2 separate regions of the Astyanax mexicanus genome follow, and region 1 is linked to region 2. Evidence: chromatin contacts called from public Hi-C data. All regions are on one chromosome and are shown on one strand. The core of a region is the stretch at or near the end of the contact, and the rest is flanking DNA. Distances in the headings are between cores, read along the strand shown. Region 1 holds the start of aar2 (AAR2 splicing factor). Region 2 holds the start of srsf6a (serine and arginine rich splicing factor 6a).

The links. A called contact is a pair of places that touch in the nucleus more often than the background predicts.
Region 1: a Hi-C map of muscle shows a contact between it and region 2, with 14 times the contacts expected there. The contact joins the promoter of aar2 here to the promoter of srsf6a in region 2. A contact is called at or near these places in 2 of 3 Hi-C or Micro-C datasets (both in muscle).

The regions. Positions count from the first base shown.
Region 1 is chr13:47,570,054-47,572,753 of AstMex3_surface, forward strand. It overlaps aar2 (AAR2 splicing factor), which reads left to right and starts at 1,371. Exons shown (of 4, transcript XM_007237649.4): 1 at 1,371-1,475. The coding sequence starts at 1,394. It overlaps zgc:113278 (Translocating chain-associated membrane protein 1-like 1-like), which reads right to left and starts at 775. Exons shown (of 11, transcript XM_022676776.2): 1 at 516-775. The coding sequence starts at 635.
Region 2 is chr13:47,344,242-47,346,985 of AstMex3_surface, forward strand. It overlaps srsf6a (serine and arginine rich splicing factor 6a), which reads right to left and starts at 1,347. Exons shown (of 6, transcript XM_022676780.2): 1 at 1,164-1,347. The coding sequence starts at 1,270. arl6ip5b (ADP-ribosylation factor-like 6 interacting protein 5b) reads right to left here. Exons shown (of 3, transcript XM_049463171.1): 3 at 2,557-2,744.

The DNA.
Region 1 (2,700 bases), core at 121-2,620, 230 kb after region 2:
TCCTTGTTATTTATGTTAGATCATGATTTTAACCTTAAAATATTTACAGTCATGTGTCCACAATAAGAAACAATCATGGATGAGCTGCTCTCTGAATTTATAAATAGGTCTGTGCTCTTATTGGTTAACATTAATAAGCTTTCTATTGGTGGAATGGGCACTAATTTGTTAGCTATTAAATTATAATCAGATAATTATCTGCCTAAATTATAATTGGGTATCAGTATTGAGGAATAGGTCTGGGCTCTGACTGGTTAATCAAGTGTTTAAATTAGGAGTTTTGCTCTGATTGGTTAATCAGTGGTTTAGCTCTGATTGGGTAATTAGGAGTTTAAATCAGGGATTTATATCTGAATGGTTAATAATGGTTTAAATCAGAGGTTTAGCTCTGATTGGTTAATTAGGGGTTCAAATGAGTGGTTTAAATGAGGGTTTTAGTATTGATTGGTTAATCAGGGGTTTAAAACAGGGGTTTAGTCTCAGTTTAACCGGTTTAAACCCGGATTAAAGCTCACCTCGAACATCAGCCCCAGCAGGATGATCATCGCCACACACGAAACCATATCGGCGTGATTCTGGATCACAAACTCGTGGCTCAGAACCGGGGGGCTCTTGTTCTTCTTTCTGAAGCCCATGCTGGAGCTGCGCGCGCGCGGTAATCCGGGTCAGAAGCTCAGGTGTGCGCAGGTAGAGGGTAATGCAGGTATTGAGCTGAGAGTGGGGGGGGGTAAGTTTGGAGGATCTGCTGCTGCTGCTTCTCCCAAAGCTAACACTACACCAGCTGCCGGAAACGTACAAAATAAAAGCCACTTCGCACAATAAAGGTCTCCGTACAAAATAAAAGTCCTTTACCGGAAAACGAATACATAAGAGGCGCTGTATAGAAGCATTAAAGAAAAATATTTGAATTAGTTTTTGTATTGGTTAGTTTCATTAAAACAAAAAAGAAAAATATGTATCGTAATGTAAACTTGCAGACTTGTATGCTTGTATATTAAAAAACTATTTCTCAATGTAATAATTTATTTCATATTTCATGTTTACAAGCATTTCTTTATTCATTTCATTATATAATACTGTCACAAAAATAAAAACTAAACTTTATTTACGTTGTTTAATAGACAGAATCGGTTATTGTTGATGCTCTGAATCTACATTTACAGTGCTTTTAGGTGAAAGTGGTTCCCACTAATAATTAATAATAATAATAATTATTATTATTAGAAGTAGTAGTAGTATTCTACACTGCAAGTCCACAGTACTGGCTATGAAATATGAAAATAGAATACAAACAGGAGATACATATTTTATATAAGTAATTTTTTTGTTCTGACTCTTATTTTGAAGTTTGTCGAGCTTTTGAACCGGAAGTTTTTAGTGTAGCTGGCGTTGTATGAACGGTGTGTGTTTGGATCTGTGTTTATTTACTGTATTTAATATTTCCTCTATTCTCTGCACTGCAGCAGTAAGTCCGGGTAAATCCGCTTATTAATTAAATCTGTTTCTATTTATTAGATAAATAAATGACTTTATTTTTTCAGCGCCGGTTAATATTTAACTATAATAATTCTACCACTCTCTTATAGATTACTGTAGATGTACATGTGTGTTCAGTTTAGAGAGAGATTTAGTTTATTAAAAGCTTTACTCACATGTATTTCGTATTATTTCACTGTGCTGGAGCTTTATTTAACTGTTCATCACTCATTAAAAGATGTATAGATGGATGGATGGATGAATAGATAGGTGGATGGGTAGATGCATGTGTGGATGAATAAATAGATGGATGAGTAGATAGATAGATGAATGAGTAGATGGATAGATTAATGGGTAGATTAATGGGTGGATGAATAGATGAATGAGTAGATGGATAGATTAATGGGTAGATGAATGGGTGAATGAATAGATGAATGGGTAGATGGATAGATGAATGGGTTGATGGATGGGTAGATGGATAAATAAATGGATGGTAGATGAATAAGTAGATAAATAAGTAGATGAATGGCTAGATGGATGGGTAGATGGATATATGAATGGGTGGATGAATAGATGAATGTTTAGATGGACGAGTAGATGAATGGATAGATGGATAAGTAGATGCATGGATGAATAGAGGAATGTTTAGATGGATAAGTATATGAATGGTCAAGTAGATGGATGGATGAAAGAATTGATTGATGGATGGCTAGATGGGGAATTGATAGATTGGTGGATAGATGGGTAGATGATGGATGGATACATAGATGGGTGGGTGAATGGATGGATGGTATATGTGTGGATCAGTTAATGGATAGATGGTAGATTATAGATGGATGGATGAATAGATGAGTCTATGATAGATTGGTGGATAGATAGATTGGATGCATGGATTGCTTAGTAGCACCGCAAGCATCGCCTGGTCCTTTTCCAGTGTTCCAATTAATATACCAGCAAATATCTGTTAAAAATATGTAGATGATGATTCTAAAAAAGTAAAAGTAATTATCGTCCAGCACCGATCTAAGTGTTTGATGTGGTGCAGTGGATAACACCACCTGCCTTTGAGCTACTATATGGGAGACTGAGGTTCAATTCCAGGTCTGGGTACAAGTCCTTGGGCAGGACTCCTAACAAAAGATTGGTCCACCTCTGTAATAGAAATAAACCTATAGGAATAAGTTGTTTTTTGTAATTATTATAAGATGTGCTTGAACTTCTGCT
Region 2 (2,744 bases), core at 97-2,596:
TGTTTTTAGCAAAAGAAAAATTCACACTTATCTCATTTCTCCTTTATATATATATATATATATATATATATATATATATATATATATATATATATATATATATATATATATATATATATAAAACATATCGTTTATTTTACTTTAATCCTGGATATATTTGCATTATTATTAGTATCATGACTGATCATTATGGATCACTGACTTCTGTTACAAATCTGATAAAATTCTTGTATTAGTTTAATATCTCAGTTAGGGGTGTATATCATATCATATTGTATGCAATAATACACTAGGGGTGGGCAATATTATATCGTATACAATATATCGTGACACAGAAATATCACGATATTAAAAACTCATACTGTGATAATAGAGATGTTCTGTCTAAAAAGTAGTCTATTATTTACTGTGAAGCTTTAGGTGTATTTATTGTATAGTTGTTTTAGTTTGCAGTTTATATGCATGCACTAAATATTCTGCAATATTATTTGCTGCATTATATAATTTTATGCAATATTATTTATTTTGCCACATTATGATTATTCTGTTATACTATTAAACTATTTTCTTGAAATGAATTCATTATTTTAGTTTTCCTTTATCGCCAAGTATATCGTTATCACAAACATATCACCCCTATAATACACTTTAATTTTTTTTTTTTTTTTGGTGTTTTATCATATCACCAAGAGTATCGTTATCACGAAAATACCATATAATATCGTGATATTATTTCAAGGCCATATCGCACACCCCGATATGATATGCAATTTCATATATGTTATTTATTATAATAAACTATTTACAAAATTTAAATATTTTTACATTATATAAACTATAATTTGATGGCCTGCACTTTTTAAAAACGAATATAAAGCGAAATTAAACATTTAAATCGGGATTATAAGTGAATAAAATAGGAGAATCTTAAGTAGGACACCGAAGTTCCCGAATTTTCCGTTCCACCTTAACAAGCCCATGTATCGCAATGCACTATTTAAGGTAGAATTGCTAACTCGCGTCCCGCCGCGCTGCTGATATTCTCGCTTATATAAGGCAGGAGGTTGTAGTGTTGTATAATCCGCGGTTCTGGCCGCGGCGAAATCGTGCAGCGCCACGCCGCGCTGGGGCTCTCCTGCAGCGGTAAGAGTCGGTGCGGTTACCCGTTCTTCAGATCCACCTCCAGCAGCTTCCCGTAGCCGCTGAAGAACCGCTGGATGTCCTTCTCCCGGACGTGGTAGCTCAAACGGCCGATATAAACCCGTGGCATGTCGGCAGCAGCTTCAGCACAGGCCCGCAGAACCAGAACCGCGGCCCAAAGACCCCCACCACCACCAGGCTCCGCCCACTGCTTCCCCCAACCCTTCAAAATTAAAGTCTGACTCCTACGCTACAATACATACACCACTAACATGCTCCGCCTTTTGCTGCCCCGACCCTTCAAAATAAGAGTCTGACTCCTACACTACACTACACACACCACTACCACCACGCTCCTCCCACTGCTACCCCGACCCTTCAAAATAAGAGTCTGACTCTTAAACTACACTACACACTGAACACCAACGTACTTAACTCTAATTCAGACTTACAAATAATCGTTAAAACGCCCTATTAAACAAATCTTTTTCAATAAAAATTAATAAACAATGACTGTAAAATAATTTCCCTCAATTTATTTATTCCCTAAATTATTTTCTAAATCTAACAGCTTAATAAAATATTTTCAAAACAAATGTCATAATCTTTTTTTCTTTTAACTGTTCTTTTAATAGTATATAAATTATTATTAATTTCCCCTGATTTAACAAATAATTGTAAAATTTGTCAATGCAAAACAATGATGATTTACAACAATTAGCTGTAATAATCCAGTCCATCAGTTCAATCCCTTTTTTTACTCAATTCAATGATCAGTTAAACTTCATAGATTATTATTTCTTTCAAATGTCATAATCTGTTCCCTTAAGTGTTTACTCATAATATTCTGTTCACTTTAGTGTAAAATTATTAAATAAAAAAAGGTTTAATTAACAATTTCTTTCTATTTAATTTACTAAATTATTATTTTTATAATTTTATTATAAATTATACATTTCTCTTGATTTAACAAATATTTTAATTAATGTAATAACCAATGATGATTTAATGATTTTTCACAGTTATTAATAATAATCCATTCCATCAGTTCAATACCTTTTTTTACTTAATTCAGTGATCAGTGGGATTTGATAAATTATTTCCTTCAAATGTCAGTCTGTTCAGTATGAAATTAATATAAATGTTCATTTAATTCATTATATTTAATTTAATATACTTAATAAATTATATAATAATAATTGTATTATAACTGATTGATTTCTCCTTATTTAACAAATATTTTCGTTAATGTAAAAACATTTTTGAAATTTGACTTAGTGTTTAGTGCCCCTTTAAACAGTAAGTCTTACATCTGATTTGATATTGCATATCGCAATGTTACAATATTATTGCTTCTACGTAAACATAACACAAAAAAAATAAAAAGATGAAAGAATAAAAGCACATTTCTGCAGGTTTCCGTCAGTCAGAAGAAGCTTTTATTGAATCGGCTTTTATTAAATGGTGAAAGTGCGTACAGGGTCCCTCTTTGGATTAATAACCACAGTCCTGGTCTGATTCGTCCATAAAAACAACAGAATACACATAAATATAAACCTGCTGCGGCTACAGAACTGGATCAGGCCTGATCGTAAAAATGCATA